2 separate regions of the Mus musculus genome follow, and region 2 is linked to region 1. A link is a contact called in public Hi-C data. All regions are on one chromosome and are shown on one strand. The core of a region is the stretch at or near the end of the contact, and the rest is flanking DNA. Distances in the headings are between cores, read along the strand shown. Region 1 overlaps Gm46607 (a long non-coding RNA gene). Region 2 has its middle 24 kb from the start of Gm36122.

The links. A called contact is a pair of places that touch in the nucleus more often than the background predicts.
Region 2: a Hi-C map of the HPC-7 cell line shows a contact between it and region 1, with 2.1 times the contacts expected there. The contact joins two enhancer-like sites. A contact is called at or near these places in 4 of 484 Hi-C or Micro-C datasets (the HPC-7 cell line, bone marrow-derived macrophages, embryonic fibroblasts and 1 more) and 2 of 115 datasets of contacts at active chromatin or transcription factors (embryonic stem cells and pancreatic cancer cells).

The regions. Positions count from the first base shown.
Region 1 is chr17:45,805,736-45,812,401 of GRCm38.p6, forward strand. The region is part of intron 1 of Gm46607 (a long non-coding RNA gene); the gene reads left to right. Among named protein-coding and RNA genes, the nearest start is that of Gm35692, 20 kb to the right of the region's middle. Within about 2 kb of position 1,761, at least 56 of the 459 cell types and tissues checked have an H3K27ac peak or open chromatin away from gene starts, as enhancers often do. A contact at or near this core is called in the HPC-7 cell line, where this site is marked.
Region 2 is chr17:45,969,782-45,976,583 of GRCm38.p6, forward strand. No RefSeq gene overlaps it. Among named protein-coding and RNA genes, the nearest start is that of Gm36122, 24 kb to the left of the region's middle. Within about 2 kb of position 4,955, at least 58 of the 459 cell types and tissues checked have an H3K27ac peak or open chromatin away from gene starts, as enhancers often do. A contact at or near this core is called in the HPC-7 cell line, where this site is marked.

The DNA of each region.
Region 1 (6,666 bases), core at 511-3,010:
ACAGTGCAGAAGGAAGGGGCTGCGAGTTCTGGCCCAGCTCTGAATCAATTCGGGAGAGCAAGGGGAGGAGCCAGCGGGGGGCTACCTCAGGGAGGGGAGTTTATTTATTAGCCAGATTAGCCCGCATTAATGGGGGCGCGGTGGTGGCCGGCGGCAGCGGGGACATAGCTGGCATAGCTGGCATAGCGGCTGGGCCTCCCGCGGTGCGCGCTCTGGAGGCTTCAAAGGGGCTTAAAGAGGCCCCCGGTGGCACTGCCATGGCCCCTCCGGGGAGGGCGTGGGCGGCGGGGGAGAAGGCCAGCATTGTGCGGGAGGATTAGGGATCTGGCCTGGAAGGAATTTTAAACTGCTACAGCTGAGCCCCAGGAACCACGCTTCCCCCAACACACACACACACACACACACACACACACACACACACACACACACACAAGCACACACAAACTTGCACGCACACACACACATATACAGTAGTCATGAGGAGCTGTGTTTGTCTGTCTCTCTCAAGCTGGACACTTGCTTGTTATTTGGCAAATAACACAGGCTATCCAGTTACATAGAATGAAGCTAAGTATAAGTATATCTCAAATGCTGTATGGGATATACTTATGCTAGGATATTTGTTGCCTTCTCTTCAGCTTAACTGGATATCTTCCACCCCCTCTAGCAGGCAATCCAGATACTTTCCCTGTGCCCAAAAAACATGTTTTTGGAATCCAGGATATTCGTAGTTCCCTGAGGGCAGGAGTCTCTGCCCCTTAGACTGAGAAGCAAGCTTTGGTCCATCAGAGCAGAGCTGAGAGTGGTGTATCTTTCCCACCAGACTGGGAACTTCCTGAGGTCAGGGGTTGATTTTTACCAGGCGTTTTAGAGAGTTTCAGGGTTAGCATCTGTTTCTAACCATGCCTGATTGTCCCTGGAGCAGGCTCTGTGGATTGCTGGAGGCCTCGTCTCTCCCAGAGCAGCGCTGGTGATCCCTGCCTGTACTAGTGAGTGTTCCTGACCACAGGAGGAGCCAGGGGCCTGGAGGATTGCCTTCCAGATGGGTCCTCCTTCTAGGAATCCAGCGTGGAGGTGCTCTGGAATGCTGAGCCTGGGAGTTTGGAGAAGAGCGTCCACATCCTCTAAGCCTTCTAATCTGTCCCTGGTCCTGGCCAGGGCTCTTGAAGGCCGCGTCTACCTGTTCCCAATTAGGTTGTGGAGAGAGTGAGGTTTGGGGGAGCTCTGAGATCTGGGTACCCAAGCTTCATGCCAGTCAAGTGTGCCTTGGTGCAGTGGTCCTGCTGGTCTCCTGGCTGCCCATGAGCATCTCAACAGATTGCCAGCCTTCTGTCAGCCTCAGCCATTCCCAAGGCCTTTGCTCCTGTCTGTGGTCTCCTTGCCTCTAGTATGCTCTGCACCCAGGGCAGCTGAAATCTTCATCAACCCGGACCACTCAAGGAGCCAAACAGGAATCCAAGGCTGCAGGGATGAGGTGGGGGTGGGGTGAGCAAGTCAGGGGAGCAGAGATAGGAACTGTGGTGTATCCCTTGCTCCTGCACCCCTCCTAAGGCCCCTCATGCCTCAGGGCATCTGAACTCTTCCTGGAAGCCGAGGGAAGGCCCTGGAAAGCCCTTTCCCACGGTCACAGCCTCAGCAACCCCCCCACTCCCTTGTTAACTATAGCCACCCCAGGCTTGCCCTCTGCAGGGTGCACCCACCCTATTGCTGAAGGCCTCCTCCTTAGGCTGAGTGCTTGCCGCCACCCGCCCGCCCGCCCGCCCGCCCGTGGTATCATCACCCCACTCCTCAGGCCGCCCAGTCATCAGGTCAGCAATTAGCTACTTCCTCCCAGCCACATGAGGCCACCAAACGTCACAGCCCCTCCTCCAGCCTCTGCTGCCAGCAGCAGGAGTGCTGGGGGTGCCCCCCACCCTTTGTAGTCAGTGCCAAGTCCTGGCTGCACACCCCCTCCCACAACCTACTGAGTGCTGCGGTAATGAGCTCCCATCTAGGAAGCTGGAAGCCGCCTGGCTGCCTCCTCCTGTCACCCCATTCTGTGGCCTGGGTGGGGCAAAGCTGTCTCGAGGGTGCTGGCAGCGGAGCTTGGGCAGGGCTGGAGACTTGGGTGTCCCTGACCCCACTTGTAAGTGGTTCCTCCTGGGGCCCAACAATCTGAGAACTGATAATGGCAAGTCTAGGAGAAGAGACAGAAAAGGGGGACACCTTCAGATGCCTCGGCATGCTCCTCAGGAAGTCCCCGTAGGCTCCCACACCCAGACCTAGGCATGCCCACAAGTACAAGCTGTTCACAATCCATCCGTCCTGCTGCAGTGGGGGATCCATGTACTCAGGCAGCAAGCCCATCACATAGCAGTGCCAGAATCAGGACCTGTAGAGGAGTCAGGGTTGAGGGAGGGAGAGGCAGACCATTGATGCTCCTGTTTGGGTTGGGGTGGGGGCGGAAGATATGATTGTCAGAGAGAATTAAAAATAAATCCAACGAATGTGTGTGATCTTAGATTACTTGGGAACCTGGAGTGGTTGAGTTTGAATAATACAAGGAGATGGGAAAAAAAAAAAAAAACAGAACTTGGTTGGAGAGTTGGGGTCTTGGTTCAGGGCTGGCCCCACATTGATGTAATGATGGGGGACCCTTTGGTATCCCATTACTCGGGTTTGTGGAGGTGAGTTTGCCTTGGGAGGAGGTGAGGCTGCCTGCCCTAGTCTTTTCTTGATTCCTGGCATCCAACCCCGTTTAGATGAAGGGCACAGGTGAGGGATGTGGGGGCGTGGCCAGATGCTGCCCTGATTGGCTTGGGGGTGGGGCCCAGGAAGGGTTGTCTACCTGCCCCACCCCTGAGTGGCTCTCTAACAAGTAGCCAAGAGCTGGCTTCTTGTCCTGGGAGGGGATGAGTCACCTAGCACCTCCCTGACCAGGTAAATGAGGCAGTAGGGGTGGGAAGCTGGGTGGAGGGGTTTTCTAGGAACATTCCTGGAAGGGAATCTGGGAATCGCCACTGCTGTGGGAACCACCTGCCTACCTGCCTGCCTGCACCTGCATCTTGGCTCAATACACCCTCCTCCTTGTTCTACCAGCTAGCCTCTAGGTTCACAAGGCAGGGCCCTTGCCTCCTTAGCCCAAGCCCATCTCCAGCCTGCTGCTACCACCTAGCCTGCCCAGCAGGCTCTCCAAGCTGTGGTTCCAGGAGCACACATATGCACGTGCTCCTAAGCACATGCGCGCGCGCCCACACACACACACACACACACACACACACACACACACATACACGCACACACACGTGCACTGTCACTACCACAGGCAGTCACACTAGCAACAGCACCTCCCTAGGCTTGTCTGTACACACACACACACACACACATACACGCACACACACGTGCACTGTCACTACCACAGGCAGTCACACTAGCAACAGCACCTCCCTAGGCTTGTCTGTACACACTCACACACATCCACACCATCCACACCCACACACCATCCACACCCACTCAGACATGCACATTTACACACCTACGGCTATAATACTGGTGTGTGTTTATTAGGACCCGTATTCCCAGTGCCTGGGAATGTGACTTTATATGGAAACAGGTTCTTCGGAGACTGCAATCAAGTTAAAAGGACATCTTACTGGACAATGGCTGGTGTACTTAGAAGGAGAAGAGAGACTTAGAGATGCAGAAGCACAGAGCTGCACACAGAGAGAAGTCATGCAAAGAGGCAAACTCGGGGGTGATGTGACCACAAGCCAGGGCCTGCCAGCAGCCCACTAGGAGCGAGGAGACGGTATGGAGCAAGCTTCCCTTAGCCTTTGGGTGTTCGGAGCATTAACCCTGTGTAGGCCTTGACGTTGGACTTCTGACCTCCTTGACTGTAGGAGGATATTTTTTTTTTTTTTTTTGATGTTTGAAGCCATCGAGTCCGTGGTGATTTGCATGGTACCCTAGATGATGTTGGTGACATTCTGTTTGGGGCTACGGTCTCTGTCCCCCGCTTTCTTGAAAGTGATTCAGGGCTCTAAAGATTCCCATGGCTCAGAATAGATCAGTTAGTGTGTTAGTTTTAGTTTTGCTTTGACCAAATATCCCAGGAAACCAGCTGAGAGTGGGGAAATTTATTCCGTTCATGGTTTCTGGGGTTCCTGTCCATCACAGAGGGGAAGGCATGACAGGACAGAACAGCGCCTCTGGTGGCCTTGACAGAGAAGGAAAATGCTCAAACTAGCCAGCCCCTTGCCTCCCTTTAAACCACACCCGGGCCTTTAGGCTGTGGGGTGGCACTGCCCACATTGCGGCACCTCCTTCAGTCTTTAGCCAATCCTTTCTGGAAATGCTCTCAGAGATACACCTAGGAGAGGATTTTAATAATCTCCTTGGTCCGTCTTAATCCAATAAAGTCAACGACTGAGATCAACTAGCCCAGTGATTTTAATCTTCTTCTTTCCTAGAATTCTTAGCCAGGGCCACTCTCTTAAAAGGATGGGCTGACATGAAATAGATCCAGAAATGGTGGTAGATTAACCCAAGGGAACACTACCCAGCCATGAAAAGGGAAGAGGGAGAGTCAGGAAGAGCTGACGCAGGGACAAACACCCTACGGTTCTTTTAATTTGAGTTCAAAGACACATAGAGGCTTGATAGAGTCTCCAGGAGGGCCGGAAACACCCTGTTTGACCTTGATAGGGAAGCTGACATATCCATCTGTAAAAATCCACTGAGTTGTGCAATTTGATACCCAGGAAATGGTTGACCCAGAAGCTATTGGGAGGTGTTTTCTGGTGACATCACGGTTGAAGGCTTGGTCTAGGAACACTGGGCCTTGGTTATCTTTTCGTGAATATAGGAGAAAACTCCGCTCGAGCGGAGAGTTGGCTGACTTACATACACACATAGGTGTACACAACTCCAGCAAGATGGCTCACTGGGTAAAAGCCTTTGCTGTACAAGCTGGCCATCCTGAAGTCTAACAGTGGGAGTAGAGAACAGACTCCTGAAGACTGCCCTCTGACGACAATTGCAGCGTGTGTGTGCCAACACTTCCTCATACATGCACAAATAATAATTAAAAAAAAATGCTACCTCTACCCAAAAGTACACACACATACACATACAAAAAGACCAACCTCATCAGTTCTGAAGAGAACAGGAAAAATCAAACCCCAACTGGTAAAAAAGAAAATATTTACTGAGCTGGGTATGTAACTGGGAGAGTTCTTGCCTAGCAAGCCTGAAGCCCTGCGTTTGATCCCCACCAATGCACAAATTGGGTTTGTGCAGCACCACCTGTAATCCCAACCCTTGTGGGGCAGAGGCAGGCGAATCGCTTCGAATTCAAGGTCGTCCTCAGCTACGTATTGAGTTAGAGCTAGCTTAGGTTACATAAAACCCCTCTCTCAAAAACAAATAACCTCCAATCTTATAGATTTTGTGATATGACACACAGCTGGTAGCTTTGAGGGGTGCAGGCTTCGTTACAATCAAATTGAGCCCCCGAGGAGCTGAGTGAAACCCGCAAGGCCACACAGGAAACTCAACAGAAGGGACCTGACACAGTCCCCTCAAGGATCCCAAGGACAAGGTGACCTCTTCCCTTCATGTAGGTTTAGGGATTTTGCTGCAGGAGGAGCCGGTATCTTCACTAATTTCCTGCAGTAGCTGGGAGGGGGCTGCTGACATGGCTACCCCTGTTCCATCCCACCCTAGGCTGAACACAGGGCCCCTGACATGGTCTATCACAGTCTAGGATAGTCCTTGTGGTTCTAGGACCAGAGGTGAGGAGGTAGTGGACGGGGGTCTGGATGGAAGGTCATTGTCTCTGCATTGGCGTTTCTGGGATCTCGGGGTAGTGGGGTGGAGGGGGTAGGCATCCTCCTTCCTGGCCGGGCCCTGGTAGAGCCACATTGCTTGTGAGTTCTTTGGACCCTGCTCTTTTCCAGGAGGAACAGCTGAGACAGGGGCTCCATTTGAGGACATGGGGAGGATCAGAGTGCGGGGTGGCTCAGCTCTGTCCAGGAGTGGGTGTACCCTGCCTCGCTGGCTTCACTACCTCGAGCTGTGTCATATGATGGGGCCTGAGGTGACAGGTGTAACGGGAGATTTTCCTAGCCAGCCCTCTGATTATATTAAGCTCCGTGTCCCCTGCTTCCAGGACTCTCCCTCCTGCCCTAGGGACTCTGCACTTGGACTAAGGAATTGTCACTTGTACCCAGCCCTACCCTCCTAACGTGGAGGCATGGGCTTAATGAGGTCAGTCCAGCAGGTAGGGTGGGGACATGGAATATTTAGGCTCTGGCAGCAGAGGTGCTGGCACGGCCTCATCACCCTCACAGTAACCGCCCACGCATCATCCAGGCTCACAAGGGCACAGGAATAGCAACTGAAATATGCAGCTTATACAGCCACCCCGTGGGTCCCCAGGCAGCCTCAGGGGTCCCCAGGACTCTACCATCAATCACCCCATAACCTTGCTCGGGGGCCCACATCTGCACCTCAGCCACCACCCAAGCATCCGTGCATGCTTGCACACCGGTGTACCTGCATGGAGGCCACCCACCCCTGTCTTCTATTCCCTCTGAGCCCCCGATCTGTGGCTGAATTGGAGAGCATTTGGGGGACTTCAAAAGGAATGAAGTCTAAGGCTGTACGCCTTCTCTATATAGAGAGAGC
Region 2 (6,802 bases), core at 3,705-6,204, 170 kb after region 1:
CCTGTCCAATGAGGAAAGGGCAGGGCCGGGGCTTACTACACAGAGAAGCTATTGAGTTAGGGCAAGCACTAGGACTCTTCAAAGGGAGAAAGAGTAGGCGGGGCTGCTCATGTCGGTGCCACCGTGCGCACACTGCACGTGATTTGATTCCAGTGAGAAAAGCCAGTGGAGACAGGCCTGGGGTACAGTCCTTTAATCCCACACTCAGGAGGCGGAGGCAGGCAGACCGATCTCTGTTAGCTTTAGGTATCAGACATGGTAAGTTCCAAGACAAAGCTTCATGGTGGGACCCTGTCTCAATAATTAAATAAATCATTGACCACCTACCCTCTGTCTTGAATGCACTGATATGTTGTTTCCTGTGTATTTAAACTGCAAACTAAGGGACTGGTAAGATGGCTCAGCAGGTAAAGGTGCTTATGTACAGTCTGAGTCCATCCCTGGAACTCATATAAAAGTAGCTTTATGCAATGCTACAACACACACACACATCATGCATACACATACATGCACACATCGTGCATACACACATACACACCCATGTATATACACGCACATCATGCGCACACACAATTTTAGAACAACTTTAATAAACTACACACTGTTCCATTGTGAGCCGCATGGGAACTAAAAGCTAAGATGGTTCAGATCTTGTCTGCACAATTATTTGTCCATAGCTAATGTATAGAAAGCATTCTTGGTAACTCTGCAACTAGAGAGAACTGTGGTATCCTAGGCTGTCCTTGAGCTCAATCCAGAGCTGAGCATGTCCTAGAACTTCTGATCCACCTGCCTCTGTGTCCCCAATGTAGGGGACAGGCAAGCATTACCATGCCAGGTTTTACCTAGTGCTAGTGATGGAGTCCAGAGCCCCATAGATGCAAGTGCTCTACCCACTGAGCTACATGCCCTTTTCTTTTTCCATCTTTCTAGGAATGGGTGGGCACCCAGTTAATGTTTGCTGAACCAAAAGCTGTGCTCTCCGTGGCGACCAAGGTGGGACTCTGCCAAGGTTCCACTGGCCTCCCACTTGGTTGCAGCAGGAGAGGAGCCTGGGGCTTGACTGTGGCATTCCTCTCACCCCCTCCCTCCTGGGGCCAGTTTCCAGCCTGGGAATGAAGGAGGGAGGGAGGCAGGACAGTGGAGCATTGCCAAGGTCAGGTGCGGTTCCCCAAGTCGATGGGAACGCGTTCCTGAGATAGGGGTGCGATGGCTGGAATGTGAGGGGGCCACAGGCAGTGACGGGCCGTCCCAGACCAAGAGCTGAACAAATATTGACCCTCTGCAAGGCAGCTTCTTGAAAATCCTCCACGGGATGCCTCTCAGTGTTCCCCTATCTCCAGCCACCGTCCGTCCGATCAGGGTGCCTCCAGTTGGGTGGGGATAGGGTGGAGGCTGCTGGCTGGCTTCAAGGCTGCCAACCCGTAGGGAAAGAGACACAAGTGAGAAGGGGTGGCAAGCACGCTAGGAGGACACCTGCCTCCCCTCAGGGGTGCCAAGGAACCCAGGACTGAATCCTCCAGGCTACCGAGGACAGTGCCCTCTGGTCAGAAGGAAACAACCCAGTGTGACCTGGTCTGCTCCACCCAGGCACACCCTGCCTTCTTGGGTCAATGACCTCAGGAACTCTACAAATGACCAGAGGCCTCCCATCTGTCCTGTGCCTGTCTTGGGGGCAGACAACCTAAAGACCATCCCTGAGGCAAAGTGAAAGAAACATTTGGGTCCAACCCACAGTTCCAATGCTCGCTCAAATACCTAGGTTGGCAGGGCAGCCTCCAGGGTTCTGCACCCCCTGACCCACTGGCCTCACCTCACCCACGTCAGAGGCCGAAGTCTGAGTGGCAGATACAAGAGTGTCATGAGTTACTAGCAAGGATATATGAGAATACATTTCCTTAGAGCCTTAAGGCATTTATTCTCTGATTCTAGAGGAGGCTGGTAGTAAAAGACACACATATACATACATATGCACACACATACACACACACATGCATGCACACACACACAAACACATACATAGGCACACACCTATACATGCGCACACACACAGACATGCATGTATACACACATACATATACACACATACACAGGCACACACCTATACATGCACACATACACACACACACACACACACACACGCACGCGTGCACACACACACATTCCAGGGATCTGTCACAGCACTCAAGGGAAACACTCAAGTGCTTGCACCCTGAGAAAGTAAGAAGTAAAGAAGTTCCCAGGGTTTGGACAGGAGAGGTCTGACCCGAGCAGAAGTGGGTGCTTGAGAATAGAGGGGAAATCCCTCCATGAATGTGCCTTAGTCCAGAGGAATGAGGCTCAGGACCACCCTAGGAAAACAGAGTGGGTCTCCCATAGGACCAGCCATGTCCCCCACGGACCCAGGCTCCAGAGAACAGGCCCTATCTCCATTTTGGGCTGGCACTGAGGAAAAAAAAATCTATTTTTCTTATCAGACTGGAAACCAGGAGAGAAATAGGAAAGCTGGAGGTTAATGCCAAGCTGTGCCTAGAAAGAACTCACTCTTCTCCCGTCACTTAAATCAATGATCTCTTTGGCAAATCCCGGGTCCACACACATTCCGGATACCACTCAGCATGGAAGCTCACGCACTGGGAGAATAGGTCTGAGCGTATCACGTCTACCAGGAAGAGGAAAGAAACGATTGAAATTTTTTGTCTCACCTGTTTTTTAAAACTAGATACTGTATCTGCAGGGTTCCGACTCAAGGTTAATAAGCCCTGAGGATTTTTCCCTACCTGGTACCTCCCTGTCCTCTGCTCCTGCACTGTGTATGTACGTCATCACTTTGATTTCTCTGTGTCTTTGCAGTGTTTGTTCATGCAAATGCCTACAGCATTCTCACTTTCCCTTCTCAGAGAGAGCTGCAGGAGAGTTGGAACACTTCCAGTTTAAAAAAAAAAAAAACCTAGGCTTATAGCTACTGGGGTGGGGGCGGGGGGCAGTGCTCACACCCTACAACAGTCATGGCCTGCTTGATGCTAAGAGGCAAGGGCTAGCCCAGCACCACACACGCTTAGGAGACCGAGCTTTACTTTGTGGGAATGCTTTTGCCTTGATTGTTTGTTTGCCCCATGTAGCCCAGGCTGGCCTCCAACTCACTAGGTAGCAGAGGATTCCCTTGAACTTCTGATCCTCCTGCCTCTGCCTCCCCTAACCCAGGATTATGGACGTGGGGCACTGTGCCCAGTTTATGAGGTGCGTGAGAGCAAATCAGGGCTTTGTGCACGCTAGACAAACACTCTACCAACCGGGCCATACCTCGAAACCCCCAATGGAAGGGTTTTGGTGTTTGTTTGTTTTAAAGAAGCAGTGGTCTGAATGGAACTTGTTTCTTGTGCCCTCGACTTTAGATGAACTGTATCCTTAGGGAAGTGGGTGTGGAGATAGGAGCTATGCCGGGAAAGAAACCGTGAAGAGGAACCTTAGAGCAATGGGGTGGGGCAAAACACAAAGGCCAAGTGGTACTTCTGTGGCCCGAGAGTTCTGAGAATCTCCCGGCAAGGCTAGGCATCTTAGTTCTCGGAACAGAAGTCATGGCTGTGTGTCCCTGGCAGCTTGGGTGCTGCAGCTCTGGAGGCTGGGGTTCAGCCTATCTAAGGTACACAGCATTATCTCCTTTCCTCCCTACTGGGGAGCCTAGGCCTCCCAGAGGGCCTGGCTCACAAAGTCTTGTTAATATTTACCACGGCTTCAAAACACCGGTGCATACAAGCTCTGGCCTCCCTCCCACACATAAGTGCATACACAGCACATTGCCTCCTTGGCCTGTTGAAGTCCCTTCCAAAGCCAGGTGGGTACCAGTGGCATCCAGTCCAACAGCATCAAAACCATGTCCCCACTGGCAGCTCTGTAAGCTCAGATAAACAGCCAGGACCCCTTCACTCGGCCAGTCCTGATGCAGATGCAACATGAGCTCCACAGTGGGCAGTTGTCCATGGATATTAAAAACTCTCAACTATCAGATACCCACCATCAGTTCAAATGATGGCATTTTATATCTATTAAATATGCATATGACACATTAAAACCAAGTTCACTCGTGGAGATGACGCCTCAGTGATGAAGAGGGCTTGCTGCACAACCATGAAGATCCACGTTCATATCCTGGGCGTGGTCTCACACTTGCCTGCAACCCTAACAGTGTGGAGAGTGGAGAAAGGAGGTTCACCGAGACTAGCAGCTGCCAGACGAAACATCTTGCTCCAGGGTCAGGGAGAGACTCTGACTCAAAGTAATAAGGTAGAGAGAATCAGAGTCAGACTCCCAATAGCGCATGGCGGTATCCACCTTTAATCCAGCCTTCGAGCTCCAGCACAACCAGAGTTACATAGTGAGAACTTGTTTCCAACAAACAAGAAAAAGAGGAGGAGGGCAGGAGGAAGGACAGGAGGAAGAGGAGGGAAAGGAGGAGGGAGAGGAGGAGGGAGAAGAAAAGAAGGGGGGAGGAGGGGGAGGAGGAGGAGGAAGAGGAGGAGACTCAATGCTTTCCTGGTCCTCCATGCACTTACCCAAGCTTGCACTTGCATGCAGATTTGCTCCCCACACACAAGAATTAGATCAGTTTCACTTAAGAAAATAAAAATAATTCAGTTGCTCCATTTATGTGTTTTGGTGGGGAATGTTGGTTTAGTTTTGGTCTTTTGTGGGGCTGGGACTACATCTAGGAACTTGTGCGTGCTCAGCCCACACTCTAACACAGCTACACACACTCGCCTCTTCATTTTATGTTTCTAATGGGCTCCTAGAAACATTGACCATACATGTGGCTCACATTAAGGATCTGTTGGACAGATGGACTGCGAATGCCACAGGAAATCTATCTTGACAGCTGCACCCTTTCCACTTCCTGCCACCAGACAGAGAGCCCTTGGAGGCGGGGTCTAACCAGAGGAGGGGCGATGAGGTGGAGAACCGAAGATGCATGCTCTCTGCCACCTGAGGTAGCTCAAGGAACACCAAGCCTGCCCACCGCTGTACACCTCACCACTTTGACTGGGGATCAGAAGTGGCTGGTTTCACTCAGGTGGCCTTCTTCTGGGGCAGCAAGGTGGGGAGCATCTTGGGATAACAACAAAGAACAAAGCACAAAGCAGCATGCTGAATCCCAAAACGTAAGAAAGTTAGGATATGCTGCCTTCTTGCTTCTGTTCAATCAGACCCATTCCATCACTAGACGCATTTGCTGTTTTGAAGCTTAGGAGGTTGTCTGTCTATCTGTCTGTCTGTCTATTTTTTTCAAGACAGGGTTCCTCTGTGCAGGCCTGACTGTCCTGAAACACACTCTGTAGACCAGGCTGGCCTTGAACTCACAGAGATCCACCTGCCCCTGCCTCTCAACTAGTGGGATTAAAGATGTGTGCCACCCAGCCTGGTCTCTTACTTTTTTTAAAAAAAATTTTTTTTAAATTACTCTGTGTGTGTGTGTAGGTGTAGATGTGTTTGCATACACAACTCATGGAGGCTTAGGGAGGCACTGGGGTCCTCTTCCATCTCTCCCCACTTTATTCCTTTGGGTTAGGGTCTCCCCCCACCCCCTGAACCTAGAACTGGCTCGACCAGCAGCCACACCATAGTGTAGTGTGTGGGCAGAGGCCAGAGATCAGCTTGAGGGAATCAGCTCTCTCCTTTTACCAGGTGGGTTCCGGGAATTGAATCCAAGTTGTCAGGCCATGAGCCATCTTGCTGACACATGGGTGGAAGTCAGAAGACAACCTCAGATGTCATCCCTCAGTTTCCAACTTGAGACAAGGCCTCTTGTTGTCCACTGTGTGTGTGCTGGACAAGTTCTCTGGCCCCAGGCTACTGGAGAGGTGCTGGTCTCCTTTCTCTGCCTCCTAGCTCACTTTGGAGGGCCATTCGCACTTGAGGACCATCCGCTGGGGACTGAACTCAGAGCCTCATGCAGGGCCCTGTCACTGTCTTACACCTGAGACTCTCCTCTTACCGTGTTTAGCCACAGAAACAGCGCTGGCTCTTCAAGCCTAAGAGATGGGGTCTGAAAATTAAGTGTGTCCTGAGCCCATTCACCCCAGAATTCTAGTCACTCCCCTTCCTTGACTCCCCGAGTCTGTTGAGTCTCCCCATTCCTGTTGCTGAGCCTCATTCCCTCTAGTGTGGACTTGCTAATGCTGAACCCCAAAGGCCCATTCCCTCCTTCATGCTAGACATGATGTGTCTATTAACCCTACCTGCCATTGCCATGGTTACACCAGCTGGTTACATCACTGCCGATGCAAGGTGTGGTCATCATGTCTCCAAATCGTCCATCATAAGAACACCTTTCCCCCTCTCACTGGTAAGACAGACATTGGGGCAGCCCGTGCAAGGCCTGGAGGATGCTGTCACATACCACTGAGTCCATTTTAACCTCTGTGGAAACTCTTCTAAGAACGAATGGTCTCACTGGAGGTTTGTCAGCGGTGGGCCCAGCTCTCGACCCCAGCATCCCAGCAAAGTGATGCTCAGGGCGTAGGGGATGAGGAATTCTTTGTCTTAGATGGACATCCCTACTCAGATGGTTCCCAAATCCCCACATCTCCTGGGTTTCTCACTGCCCCCCACCCAGCTCACCCAGTCATGACTCTGCAAGCCTTTCCAGCTGATTCTGTCTCAGCTCTTCTTCCCTTTAGTGTGCGGACAGGGTAGGAACAGGGTAGCTGGTCCACGGCTCCCCCTCTTTCCTGCTTTCACCCCTTCACCGGTGAGCACATCATTAGGGAAGAGCCATGGAAACAGGACCTTCTCAGGCATTCAAGGT